Linked DNA regions of Rattus norvegicus: region 2 is linked to region 1. A link is a contact called in public Hi-C data. All regions are on one chromosome and are shown on one strand. Each heading gives the region's core, a stretch centred on a gene start, on an enhancer-like site or on the middle of the called end of the contact. The rest is flanking DNA. Distances are from core to core; before and after follow the strand shown. Region 1 has its middle 240 kb from the start of Mir135a. Region 2 has its middle 160 kb from the start of Nedd1.

Region 1 (7,505 bases), core at 4,057-6,556:
ATGAATGATTCATTGACTCAGGACTTAGCCAGGAGCTACAATTCAAATGGTTGTGTTTGGTGTTGTTTTGAGTCGAACCATGCTGAATAGCCATCTGATGATGGGTCCTTCCTTGTTTCTCACTCACTAATTCAGTTGAAGATGATTTTTTTAAATATTAAAATTTCTACCGTGTGAGACACTGTCTTTGGGCATTGAGATGCGCAGAGAGCAAAACAAACATGACCCTTACTTTTATGGAACTTTGAGTTCTTGGAGAAAGACAGACATCAACCCACTGTCAAGGTTATCCTCTTGATTATTGTAAGAAAACAAGTATCATGTAGTGCTGAGTACCTGTCCCAGAGCAGCAGCCTACATCAGATAGGTCAGAAAAACAGCTATTTGCAAGCTCCAAACAGTTGGACTGCAAGTTCAGGACCAGCCTGGTTAACTCCTAAGTCAGCAGATGGCAGGTCTAAATAAAACTATAGTCATAATAACAACAACAAGAATAATAATAGGTCAGAAGAGCTCAATGCTAGAGGTTTTGCCTAGCATGTGCAAGGCCCTAGGCTCAATCCTTATTACTGAAAACAAACAAACAAGCAAACAAACAGATTAAAGTGAGAGCATCCCAGGATGGAAAAGTCTCTAGATGACCCTGTGTCAGGAGGGAGCTTGGTAAATTAGAGGAATGAATTGGCGGGGTTGCCCTAGCTAAGAGGAGCGTCATGAACCCTGCCAAGCAGGAAGGGAGGTCTGAGGGGAGCCAGTATGGAGTTATGTTCTTATTTTGGGAAGAAAACATTCAAGAATAGGCAAGGAAGTGCCAGAGCAAGGCAGGTGGGAGGAGAGAGACTTCAACACCCACTGTTAGTGTTTTCAAAGCCTACCCTTTTCCTCGGAGACCGACAGATCTTTCTGGTGACAGCTGCTTTCAACAATTGATTGCATATTTCTTAATAAATCAAATTCTGGAAAATGACAGTCATGTTCTTAAATATTGTGATAGCTGTGACACAGCACCTAACACTCCCAGCTTCTTTTTAATTTTCTTTTTTCTAAGCCCCTGGTGCACACGTGGTGCCTGTCTCCTTGAGTAACCACTGTGCGCACAGTAACACGAGCTAGAATGTTGGAGCTGAGGCTACTCGGTTACCTGCAGGTGCTCTACTCATGAGCTCAATCATGGAGCTGTCTGGATGCTGGTTCCATGCTGTTGTTTCCGGTTCTGTTCCGGCTGAGATCTCAAGGTTCAAGGGAGGATGAGTTCACAGACCTTGGCAACAACCAGTCAGGGCTAGGGCAGCATCCACACTTGCGGATGTCTTTTATTCTCCAATTTGGGAGTTTTTCAGGGGGTGTGTGTTCTGTGGCAAAGAACCTCCTTACCCCTTTCCTTCTTGCGTGGAGCAAGTAGACTGAAGAACTGGTAAGGTTGAGCAGGTTCTGACCCCAGGGAATCATAGAATTGAGACCTGCAGGAGAGGAGCCAGCTCCCTGCTAAGCTATACTTGTTCTCGACTGTGTAACCACAGCACTCCACTGAGAGGACAACCACATTAAAAACCCAGAATTCTCCATGCTAATGAGATAGCTAGATAGGCCACAAATGTTCAGCCAATGTGCCCCTGCAAAGGGTTTTTAATCCCTGATTCACCCTGAGTAAAATGTATGCATTTACATCCGCTATCAAATAAAACAGTTTGGACAAGCATGGACTGTCTCTTCATCCAGGATCTCTGCACCTAAATCTCACTGAAAAGGACTTCTCTCTTCCAGCCCCTCCATGCTCCCGGCACTCCTAACCAAACCCCCTGAGGGAAGTCTCTTAGCCCCACATTGTCTCTCCACTAGGTCATGAAATGTGCACTTTTCTCCACTGCCATCCTCGCCCAGTGGGTGCAGAACACCAGTTCCATCACCCACCAAACTGAACACTCAGAATGCCCATACTCACGTGGGAAGTGTAGGCAGGAAGAACCGAAGTTCGAGACCAGTCTTTTCCATAGCAAGACTGAAGCAAACCTGGATGACATGAGACACTGTCAGAACGTAATTCCCCTCACATCCCAGCGAGAGTAGATATCTCCCCTGATTTTCTGAATACAATAAATAAAGAATGGTCTCTTTTTAGTCCCCAGCCCTTGAGCTGAACGAGACTGGCTAAGTAAATATTTAAAGGTGTCATTAACCTGTGAGATATCCTGTTCTAAGCTGTGGCCCCATAGTTGACACCAGGAGAAGTTTCTGGAATCAGCAAGAGCTTGGCCAGCATGGTCTATTCCAGGCAGCTGAATGAAATAAGAGGATGTGACGGTTTTATCTTTGGTACCACACTAGCTCCCAACATCCTTCATCTTCTGTTTGATTAAACCATTTGAATGGCATCACAGCCATTGCTGACAGAGAGAGAGAGAGAGAGAGAGAGAGAGAGAGAGAGAGAGAGAGATTGGTGAGACAATCATTCACTTCTGACCTGCATAGTTCCTGCCTAACCACAGGCAGGCTAGCCTTGTGTCTACCCTAGAATCTGTGTTAGCATTTGTATTGCAATTAAATGGGAAACTTGAAGCTTGAAAATTATATCAACAAAATACAGGAAAATTAACCTATCGGATAGAAGAGACCCCCTCTGGGGTTCAACTCTGTCTTTTTTTTTTTTTTTTCGGAGCTGGGGACTGAACCCAGGGCCTTGCTCTTGCTAGGCAAGTGCTCTACCACTGAGCTAAATCCCCAACCCCTCAACTCTGTCTTAAGGATACTTCTGTCTTCAGATTCACTTTTGGTCTTCTTAATCCAAACAGGGATATGGTGCCCAGATGTATCTCTATTTCTCTTCATCTTCCTTTTTAGGCATATTCTCTCTCTCTCTCTCTCTCTCTCTCTCTCTCTCTCTGTTTTTTAAACATTGAATTTTATTTAGTAACTTATCATTCTTTGGTTCACTAGCTTCTTTTTTTTCAATCTGGCTGTGATTTCATTAATCTCTTGGTCCAGAAAGCAATAGTTGATTGTAGAGGGAAAAAAACACAGAGGAACAAAACCCAGCCCAGATTCAATTTGGGAGTGACTCTGATGATCAAAGAAGAAATGAGATCTGTGAACCATGAAAGATAAGAACTCAGACAAGGCTGATATTCATGACCTTGCTCTGTGTTAAATGTCCAGAACATCATAGTCAGTGGAACTGCAGTTTGCGTCCTCTTGTTCTGATGAGAACAAGAGGAAAAGGATTGAAGGAAAATATTATTCCATAAATTAGATGACAGGTCTTTGACTTGAAACTATTTAAATCTTAGATTTTGTCTAAGCGGAGCTGATCTCAAATCGATGACAATCCCAGTGTCTTTCAGGGTTAATGAAATCGAAGCAAAGTTGCAATTTGTTTTCATTTCAGGAGCCATCAGACAAAAGTCGCTGAGGGCTTCCATAAAAATCTAACCTTACCTGTTTGTTTCTCAGACACCCTGCAGACAGAACAGGGAGCATAATTCCAGTGGGCTGTGTCCTGTCGTATTAAGCAAGAACAGGATGCCGCGATCATGACAGGGCCAGGTCGAGAGTGAGACACAGGAGCCGATAACTTCACAGGGCCTGGGATCAACGGTTTGAAGGGCCACATGGAGGAATTACAGTGGCCCATTGATTCACACAGACTTAAAAGAATGGTTGCAAACCCTCAGAGGAGGCCATATGCTGAATGATTTGTGGTAAACCTCAGAGGAGGGCACAGAACAAACACAGTCCTGGAATGCAGCATTACCCCCAATCCAGGTGACAGGAATTTCTTGAGGCTTTCCAGTCACCAAAGGGGCATATGTCTCAATGTCTGATATGAGGCACAATGCAAGTTAAAATGCGAAGTCTCTTGGCCGGAAGTGATCTATTCAGACGAAACTGATAAAATAGTATTTTTAAAAACACTGTGATAAAGAATCTTTGCCTCTGCCATCATAGCTCTGAATAGAGCTGACATCTTGGTACTTTAAACCAAAGCTACTTGGCTGCAGACTTGGTCTGAAATTAAGTTGTTGTTCTAGAAGCTTCTTCAGAAATATTTATCAAAAAATATACTGAGGCATGACAGATGGTATTGTAACAAGGCATGTTTGAATATAAAGCATGTCTGGACTTCTCCTTCCTCTATGCATAGGAAAGAATTGGGCCTATAATTGCTGGCTGGTAACCTTGCTTCTGCAATATGGAGCCATGATGGATGGTTTCCTTTGAACAAGTCTGACTATTTATTATGTATTATTTTCATCATCATTCTTTTGTCTAGCTCAGAGTAGAGATTATAGTGGTTTCCATCGTAATTTCTTATTTTTCTTCATTTACAGCTCTGAGAAATGAGCTGAAATCATTAATGAGGACACTAAAGGACACTTCAGTTCTACCGTGCCCACCCATCTGGCTCTGTCTGACACAACGAATGGAATTATCAAGCCAATAATACATCTTTCTAGGAGATGGAGAGATGGATTCCCAAGGCATGGGCCTTCTGCCATAATTTCATGCTACATCCATTGGCCATAGTTTTACAGTTGTAAATTCTGTTAGGGTGGAAGTTGGTGTCCTGTTAATGCATCCCATCGACTCCCTTGTCAGCACTGGTCTTCTTGCTAATGGTTGAGCAAAACAGGCTTCAGAGAAAGGACTTTGTTCTATTTGTAGGAAGGTCAGGTTTGAGTCTACAGAAGGGAGCGTGGTGGTAAATGCCTATAATCCCAGCACTCAGGAGTCAGAGGAAGTTGGATTAGAAGGAAGTTCAAGGTCATCCTGGGCTACATAGTTTGAGGCCAGCCTGGGCTAACAGAGACCTATCCAAAACAAAACAAGTTGTTGTAGACGTCTATGGCTTTCCCCAATATTGTGTTTTCCTTCTGATCACTTTATGAGTTTGTTGTTAATATTTAATATTCTAAAAAGATTTAACTCTGACACAGAACTTTTTAACATGTGATAATGAATTCAGCCAGAGAAGTTGATAGGAAGTGATGACATGCCAGGAAAACATTTAATAACATTAAGATAAGGGGCAGAAGAAAAAGAATGGGATGGCACAGGACTCGATTAAAATATCAACAGAAGAACAGCACACTTAGTTTGAGCTCCAGCCCACAAGTGAGGCTCCTTGGATTTCAGGGTGGGGTTTCTCTTCCCTCAGGTTGGCTGTGATGTACGTTGGTGGGTTGTGCAATTCAGACTTTGGTGGAGGGCGATGCTGGACCAGTGACAGCTGCCTCACCAGATAGCCAATGAGAGCTGGGAACGATTGCATCATTGGCTGCCAGGAGGGAATGTGAATTCTGTCCTCCCTGCCGCCTGGGTGACTTTGGCACAGAGTCCCCACTACAATAGAAATCTTGGACACCACTGGCTGAGAGTGCCTCTGGGTATGGAAAGCTTTGAGGAATTCGGTACCCTTGACTTTGACTGTTGTTCATGATTTAAGTGTCTCATTATGTACATTTGGTCAAAGTGAAAGGATGGAAACTTCATACTTCTGTGTTGTTTTCCTTGTAAATCAGGCCAATGGGTAACTTCCAAATCAATAGTCAGTAGCTGTTTTGTAATCTGATTCTGAATGTGATGGCTGAGCATCTTAAAAAGATAACTTCTCTGCCCCAAATTTTTAAGGGATTGTCAATCATTTACTGATGGTTGATTGTTAACTATACAACTAGTGCACACTTCCTTAGGATAGTGATATTCTTTTCTATTTTTCTCTGAATGTTACAAACAGAATTCCAGTAAAAACAAACCTTCCAAGAAACATAAGAAAGCTCCAATGTAGGAGGAAGGATCTGAAAAAAAAAAAGCATGCTGTTGTAGAATGACCATGAGCCCCAGAATCTGTGAAAGTTCCTCCTCTTCCTCCTCCCCCACCCCCTTGCTCTTTTGCATTTATTAAAATCTGGCCTCTGCCTGAATCTGTTAAGAGTGACCTCTGCTGTTCAGCAGCAGTACTACAATAATTCAGAGATGATAGCAATTAGGCTTCCTTGGATAAGGGAGAATGGACAAACTGGAGTTTATGTGGAAAATTGAAGTGGAGTGACTTACTTCAAAACTATCTGTTTGCAAAGGAAATCACAACGTAGGAATTTCCAATTCATCCCAGAGAAGAGTTTCAATGTTTGTCTCATTGCCAAAGTTGTTTGGTGCTCAATATTATCTTTGATGCTGTCCTCCAGATGGCAAGGGCTAGTTAGAACTAGGAAGTCAACAAGATCTCAGAATGACACAGATCATTTTCAGTCTAGAACATATGACATCATTACACATCACTAATTTGTCTGGGTCACCTGAAATAACACCTTGCCATTCTTGAAGGAACAACAAAATGTCGTAATGTTATATGCCTTGAGATGGAATAGTTCTCTTATTGACTGTGAACAGTGGTACTGATGGAACTAGGATTTCTGGCATCTAGTGCTGTACTGAAAGTATTTATCTATGTATTGTGTAAGACAAGTGTTACAGAGGCATTTGTAGCATCCTGGGGAACTGTTCGTTTCGAATAGTGAGGCAACCAAGATGTCCCCTTGTCTCAGGATGGGTACTTCCCTGTCTAGTATGTATGAGTTGAGAGAGAACTGAAAGACCATCATTTAAATAATTTTCATTTCCTCTGAAATGAAAGTAAAAGACTCGTCAGTGAGTAATTTAACTCCTTTAGGGATAAATATTAGCTGCTTTAATTATGTAGCTAACATCTTAGCTTTTGGTTGTGATTCCTATGTCCCTGTCTACAGTCATACTACTTGAAACATGCCAGATCTCATCTGATTTCTCAGCTTAGAAATATTGATTGCATAACTGTCATCTGTCTAGATATGTATATTATCATATAGTAAATGTGACCTTCAGAATAAAATTTTAGCAGGTACAGGTTCCTCCAACATATTTATGGTCACAAATAAGAAACCTCATTTCTCTGCATCTCAGCTGCCACAGCTGTAATGCAGGTTTGCATAACACCTACCGTCAAGGAAAATTTTAAAAGACAGGACAAATGCAGACAGAATGACCTGTTATAGCCAGCAACCATTGTCTTCTCCCAAACATGTCTGAAATCCATTACCGGACTGGCTAGGTTCTAGCTCCTTTCCCATAATGTAAACAGTACAACGAGCCACTGTGTACTGGTCCAGTAGAGAAAAGAACCAGTCGAATTCTAGTTGTCTTGTTTCATTTAGGTTAACTAGTTCTGCAAGCAGCTTAGCAACACCCCCTTGGCTTCTATTTTTTTTCTATCCTTTAGGCTGATAATTCTTGTTTTTATAACTTGAATGAGTTTTTCTTTTTTAATCCCCTTAGTTTCCTTAATAATGGGCTATATAAAGCTTGGCACATGCTTATTATGTATTTGTATAAAGATTATGTTTTTAGCATTTTAAAAATTGGGTTGTGTCAAAGCAGCTTGAAGAATTTTTGTCGAAACTAAATGAGGGAGGACCAGGAGAGAGACTTCTTCTCTGTGACTACCAAATGATTTCACTCCTTCTTCTCTCTCT
Region 2 (7,432 bases), core at 4,299-6,798, 260 kb before region 1:
TGCCTGATCTCAGAATCTCTACATTGATCAGAGAGGTGGGAAGGGAGAGATCAAACTTAATTATCTGCTTTTAGAGGCGACTGGGTTTGTTTTGTTGTTGTTTCGTTAATTTTTTTGGTTTTGGATTCTTTTTTAAATGAAAATCCCTTCTTGTGTATATCTTATCCTCACTCATGTCTAATGCATCTTGTAATTAATTTTTAGATTCTGTGATTATGAAAATACTCTCTGGTATGTGGTGCTAGGAAAATGGAAGCCAGGGCTTCAAGCATGCTAGGCGGAGGATGAGGCAGTCTTTATTGTGCCTTTGTAGATGAATTAATTAGTAACTATGAAGTGGGAAATACTCCATAGCCTCTGAGCTATTGCCTTTACAACAAAGTCTGAGGCCAGTCTAACTTTATTTCCTTGTGAATCACATTGTTCAAACCGCAGTCTAATGTGTTGTTTTCTTTGTAATTCAATTCATTCTGCTAGCATGTCATTTTAGTGCTTAACTTTGTCTAGAACATAATAAGCCTGTTTGCTTTACATATTTAAGTCTGGGGCGGGGGGGGGTCTGGCTTAGGAAAGTAATTTTCAAGCTTGTTGTTCATTTCACTTGTACAGATTTCATTTTTAGGCATATTTGCAATTATGAGATCTCCATGTCAATTGTGATTTTTTTTTTCATTTAAATCTGAGAGCTGTTCTTGGTGCAGAGAAAAAGTTCATGCTGTTATTTAAGGTTTTAATTTGATATTCATTTTATTAAAAGTACATTAAGAAACAGCATTTTACAAACCTGTAAGTTCACCTTACACAGTTTATTGTTTGATTTATGAACCTAGTAAATTTTAACAGTTGCTTTCTAGGGAATCTTTGAATAATGTTTGAACCATTTAAGTTGAATACATTTAACTCTCGGGCAGGTCCCTTTACAGCTCAGTTAATGAAATCTCCTTAAGTATTTAAACTCTGTGTATAAATTTAATACATTCAGGTTTTTTTAAAAAGTTTTTCAGATGCCCAAAGTACCAGACAAACTTTAAAAATGCCAGGAAATCTAGTAAATAACAAATCATATGTTCTCTGAACCATTCCAGTACTTTTCAGCTTGATTAGATTCTTTGTATCTTTTTACTTACAGGTGATGGTCTAAAAATCCATTACTCAATTAAACCTTTAAATGGGAATCTAAAAGCTAATCTGTCATATTCACTGATAGGCCATAGGCTCTTAAATCTTAAATAATTCCCTATCCTCTCCAGACACATAAATATTGCTTTTTCCCCTAAACTTAACACAGAAATATTAACTGTTTAAGCTAAAATTATTTTATTATTTTTTGTACGGAGTATAAACATGCCTGGAGCAAAATCATACACACTCACTGGATTTTTGTGTGTATTGTGTTATATGCGTGTATGTATGTGGTATGTGTGTGTATGCACATGTGTGCATGTGCACATGTTCATACATGGATATATGAGTGTGGAATCCAGAGAATGATGTCAGTTATCTTTCTCCGTTGCTTTTTTTTTTAAAAAATATTTTCTTGGATATTTTATGTATTTACATTTCAAATGTTATTGCCCCTCTCTCACACTCCCTCCCCCTCCTTATGCTTCTATGAAGATGCTTGCACTCCCACCCACTCACTCCCACCTCAATGCCCTGGCATTCCCCTACACTGGGGAAACAAGCCTTCACAGAACCAAGGGCTTCTCCTCCTATTGATGCTGGACAATGCCATCCTCTGCCACATATGTGGCTGGAGTCATGGGTCCCTCTATGTGTACTCATTGGTTGGTGGTTCATCCCTGGAAGCTCTGGTGGAGTCTGGCTGGTTGATATTGTTGTTCTTCCTATGGGGTTGCAAACCCCTTCAGCTCCTTCAGTCTTTCCTCTAACTCTTCCATTGGGGGTTCCCTTGTTCAGTCCAATGGTTAGCTGCAAGGATCCTTATCTGTATCAGTAGGGCTCTGGCAGAGTCTCTCAGGAGACATCCATATCAGGCTCCTGTCAGTAAGCACTTCTTATCATCAAAATAGTGACTGGGTTTGGTGGTTGGATATGGGATCCCTAGGTAGGTCAGTCCCTGTTCTACTCTTTCTCCCTGTATTTCCTTCCATGAGTATTTTGCTCTTATCTTAAAAAAAAAAAGTATTTATTATGTAGTGTTCTGCTTGCATGTATGCTTGCTTGCCAGAAGAGGGCACCAGATCACATTTTAGCTGGTTGATGACTCACCAGGTGGTTCCTGGGAGTTGAACTCAGGACCTCTAGATCAGCTGGTGCTCTTAACTCTGAGCCGTCTTCCCGGCCCTACTCTTATCTTTTAAGGCAAGGTTTTTCATTGAATCTGAAGTTTATGGATTTGGCTAGGCTGCCTTCCCCAGCTAGCTTCAGGAATCTGCCTGCTCCTGTTTCCCCAGTGCTGAGAACACAGGCACCTAATTCTTGATGTGGATAGTGAAGATAAGACAGGTCCTCTGACCTGTACAAGAAGCAAGTTTATGGACTGAACCATTTCTGTAGCACCTACATTAGATTTGGGGACAAAGAGTTACCAAGGCAGAGGCTGAATTAAAGAGCAGCAAGAATAGTCACGAGCGACAGTTGACTGAATTTACCAAGCCTTTGCTGTGTGTCCCATTCAGTACTGTGCATCTGGAACTCTGTTGGCAGGGCAGTCCTGAGATGAAGGAGCCATGTCTATAATGAGACTACAAGTTTACATTTAAAAAAAAATTCAAGGAAAAATACAGTCACTTGACCATAGACACCTAGCAACGGATGAAGCATTTCCACCCTGGATTTGTGTCTACTGAGAAGTCATAGTTTTCACTTGTATGTCTTAGCATAAGGTATCCAAGAGACCAGACCTTTAGAGAAGAGTGACTTCCACTAGGCTGAAATTGTATTTTGAGGTTTTTATCTTCCCAGTGGGCTCGTAGCTACCTCATCTTTCCTATTGTTTCTGCTTCTCAGATGAGCCCCTCCCCCATTCATTGGCAGGCTCTTTGTATAAATTAACACTTCACACACAGAACACGCTCATCTCTCTTGCCTTCCAAGGGGACATCATGGTTGAAGCCCTGCTCTCTTTTCTGCTCTACCTCCATGGTGATTTACCTTCCTGCCAGCCTAGCTCTTTACCACCTTCGGTGCCTCTTTAATTCTTTTATTGTGGCTCCTACTTTTTAAACACATTTCTTTTTGGCCTCACATGACTTTTTAATTCTCAATTGCTATTTTAAAAGTCTTAAATTATTTTTTGTTTTAAATTTAGGTGTATGTGTGTGAGTGTCTCTCTGTATTTATGCCACATGAATTTAGGTACCTCAAGAGACCAGAAAAGGGTTACAGATCTACTGGATCTGAAGTCACAGGTATCTCTGAAATCTCTTAATGTGGCGCTGGGAATCAAACTGAGAACCTATGGAAGAGCAGCAAATACTCTTAACTGCTGAGACATTTTTTCACACCCCACCCCATCACTTGATAAGTTTCCAAACTTATCCCATTGTCTTTTATTCTTAACTTTCTTTCCTGAGAAAGAAACGAAAACCGTGACTTCACAGGAGGACTTCTGTCTTAGCCAGTGTTCCACTACTAGGAAGAGACGCGACAACCCCAGCAACTCCTACAAAAGAAAGCATTTCATTAGGGCTGGCCTAATTTAGAGGTTTAGTACCTTGTCTTCCACATGGTGATATTGGGAAGCATGGTGGTATGCAGGCAGACATGGTGTTGGTGAGGGAGCTGGGAGTTCTACATCAGGATCCTCAGGTAGCAGGAAGAGAGAGAGAGGCACTGGGCTTGTCGTGAGCGTTTGAAATCTCAAAGCCCGCCTCCAGGGACAAACTTCCTCCAACAAGGCCACACCCACTCCAACCAGGCCAAACCTACTCCAACAAGGCCACACCCACTCCAACAAGGCCACATCTCCTAATAGTGCCATGACCTGGGGACCAAACATTTAAATCTCCTAGCTCATGAGGGTCTTTCTCGTTCAAACAACAACTTCCTTTCTGTGTATCCTGCTGGAATATTCTACTGAGACTGGGTTTTGGGGTGTTTCTACGAGTTTAAAGAGTTTTGTTTGTTTGTTTTTTTTTTTAACAGAAAATTAAGAAATGACAAATCAAGGGCTTCCAGACAGGCTTTATTTAACATAAGTATTTATCTGAGATTCTTGAAGATCTCTATGATAAAGATTTTTTGTCTCAAATGCCTTATTTTGAGAAATCTATAGTGGAATTATATTTAGGTCATTTTTTTAAGTCTAAAAAATAATCTTTGAACTGTATTTTTCGATAATCAGAACTGAATGTTATTTCCATTTAGAGTCACAAACATTTATTATTCATTAACAGAAATCCAGGCAATGCATATGATATAATGATAGATATTCTTACTCGATTTTATGACCTAGAGTACATTAAAGAATACAACATTTTCTTTGGTGACCAGCGACAAGAGGAGAGAGTTTGCTCTAATGAGAGGAAAACAATCTAGAAAATGTCAACAGAGGAAGTCTTGGCTTGATGTGGTGGGAGTAGAGACTAGCCCCTTTGCCTGTCATCCAAGGTCACTTGCAATTTGAATTCTGGTTTTCCAGGTGTCTATCTTATGAACCTAGTACTGAAAGAAAAGCAGTATACTGGGTTAAACTTGTGTTTCTTCTTTCTCATTTTAGATCTTGGTTTCCAGAACATTCTTCCTTGTTGATCTTCAGAAACCTACCTCTCCTGTCTTTCTGTCCCAGCAGATAATCAGTTTGGAAACAGGGATAGAAAGAGCCTACCTTAGATTACCCCCCCCCCCTCTCTCCAAATTGTAATTTGATTTTCTACCAAGGTCTGACAAGTACAGTGAATAGGTTATTTGGTTGAAAGGAGACGGCTTGTAAGAAGACAAGAAATGAAGTCGGTGCATAGCTGGACTACACAGGGAAAATGGAGATGCCAGGGCAGAGGAAGAGACAGGCAGGTAGAGAAGAGGGAAGCCGGTGGACATCACTCAGTTCAAACAGCTATATTTTTTTCCTTACTGAAATACTTGCTGACATGCTGGTGACTTTGACCCTGGGAGAAAGAATCTGTTTACTTTTGCTTACAAGTTTCAAAGCTGAGTCTGAAGCAAACATTTATCGCCCCATGCAATGCCCACAGACAGTACTGTGTCAGAGGTTGTTTAGAAGTGTTTCAGAAACCCCAGGCTGTCTTCTGTCTTACCAATTTCCCAGTTATTCCCGAGAGTCTCTTTGACATTCACACTCTATCATTTTTGCCTAATTGGTGTTATTTGAAAGATTAAGCCCAATTCCTTTCATCATACCTGAAAGATTATATTTGAGACCAACATTTATTTTCATCTTGTGTACCTTTTTTTTTCCTTTCTAAATCAAATTGAGTATTTTCATAGAGGCTATCTTGTTTTTTATTTTTTTTTAATCCCCTCTAGGACAATTCTTGTTCTGATTGTTTCATGATGGGATTCTATGCAGAAGAAACCAAAGGCAAGAGTCAACGGTCGCTGGAGAACGAATGCACACAGCTCTTAGGCAATTTCTGCTAAGCCATCAAAGTTTAACTCAAAACTCATTGCCAAAGCCCACTGAAGCCAAAAGAGCTGAAGAGTTGTCTACTGCAGCCCACTCAGCAGTGCCTCCTGCAGCCCAAAGGAGGGACTTGTGGCCTGTTTTCCATTTTTTTGCTTACTCCAAGGTTCTAGTTTAAAGAACCCTGAAGTCTATCATGTTGGACCTTGCTCTTCTGGGATAGGGCCAATGTGGTCTTCCTCTTATGTCTTTTCTCGCTTTCATCCGAGCCCACTATGTGACTTCATTAATGTAGAAGATTCTGGAATTGCTTCCTCGATTTCTGCCATTGTGGGGAGATGTGTCTAGATTCTTTATCAGAAGCCACAGGGGTTGATAATATAGCTCTTTCCAGTCGTGTAAGCCATTAAGAATAAAAAGCTTAAGCATACTCAGAACTGCTTGGTAGCATTGAGATTAGATTGCTGGATTAGGAGGGGAGAAGGTAATTGTGGAAGTTAAGGTGGAGAGGAAGGAAACATTCAGGCAGAAGCATCTGCAAATATTCAGGTCCAAGAGACAGCAGGAGTGGAGAGAGATGAGGCAGTCAGGAAAGATGAGCCGAGCTAAGAAATGTGAGCTGTGAGCATCCGAGAGTGAGGGCAGCTGGCTCCACAGCGCTGGAATAATGACAGTTCATGCATGAGCTTAAGGATGCAAGCTGGTGGTCAAATCCAGTCACAGCCCAAGTGAGGCAACTGGAAGCTTGAGTAGAGCTGCTAAGGGAACTGAGAAGCTCCGGGTGGAGAGTCTTCCTTACAGCTGATAGCTAGTGGCCCTCCATCAGCCATGCCTAGGCAAGCTGACAGGAGGCAGCCACAGTGCTCAAAAGTACTTAGGTTCTTATGTCTCTGTATCTGAGGCTCTGGTGGAGCATCAAGGAGGTTGGAGGCTCATCAGCTGAGTGTCGTCTTTGGCTGCTGGCTCTTGGCCAGGCCTCCAGCTAGGACTGGCAGACAGACTACCTGGATGAAACATTTTCAAGTTGCCTAGGCTTCCTCACAGCATGGCAGCTGAGTTTCAGATTTTTAAAGGGCAGGAAAGAGAGGTGGCCATTTTGTTCTGTTTCTAATGTTCCAACTAAGGAGAGAAAACTTAAGATTTTCTACTTCTTTTTGAATGGAGTAATGGAGAATTTGGGAGCCATTGAAAATTATTATGTGCTAATTAGAAATATGTCATCTCCTCAGGCAGGCACAACTCTTTAGGCAAACACATTTCTTCAGGCAAAGAAGATGCTTCTATTTCCAGACAACAGTATTTCTGTATACCAGTTAAATTCAACTCTACTATTTTCGTTTGTGAGGTTCAGAATGTGTACAACCACACACGAAAACCCTGGGCTTAAAAAAATCACAAGTACTCACTTTGTTTTCATCACTTGTCAAAAGCAAAAGGAAAGGACATTTCTTCAATACAGTTTCCAGCTTTTTCCTCATCTGCACCCCCTGCCCACCTCCAATCCCCATTGACTCCATTAAATTAAAAGGTACTCTTACCATGTGACTTTTGCTGGCCCTGGACTTTCTGGTTGGTCAACTTAAAACTGTCTTGATAGTGTCAATCAACCACTATTGTCTTGTCTATCTACTCATTCTCATCCTTTTCTCTCATCTCTATCTGGATGATATGCCTAGAAGTATAAGGCTGAAGAATAAGGGAACCATTGCTTTATGAAAGCCCAGTGCTAATAATTAGTTTTCTTTTCTTTTTTTATCTCTTTGGTGGGGGCAAGTATCTTCAAAGTGATTGTCATCCTTTCTCCTAAAATCTTCCCAATTTCAAATGTTTATCATTGAGCGATTTCATAGGAATTAGTTTAATCACATATGATGACTGCTTAAA

The links. A called contact is a pair of places that touch in the nucleus more often than the background predicts.
Region 2: a contact with region 1 is called in a Hi-C map of liver, with 7 times the contacts expected there. The contact joins two enhancer-like sites. A contact is called at or near these places in 6 of 12 Hi-C or Micro-C datasets (the A7r5 cell line, Schwann cells, hepatocytes and 2 more).

Annotation. Positions count from the first base shown.
Region 1 is chr7:28,740,387-28,747,891 of GRCr8, reverse strand. No RefSeq gene overlaps it. Among named protein-coding and RNA genes, the nearest start is that of Mir135a, 240 kb to the right of the region's middle. Within about 2 kb of position 5,306, at least 2 of the 93 cell types and tissues checked have an H3K27ac peak or open chromatin away from gene starts, as enhancers often do. A contact at or near this core is called in hepatocytes and liver, where this site is marked.
Region 2 is chr7:29,002,122-29,009,553 of GRCr8, reverse strand. No RefSeq gene overlaps it. Among named protein-coding and RNA genes, the nearest start is that of Nedd1, 160 kb to the left of the region's middle. Within about 2 kb of position 5,548, at least 2 of the 93 cell types and tissues checked have an H3K27ac peak or open chromatin away from gene starts, as enhancers often do. A contact at or near this core is called in hepatocytes and liver, where this site is marked.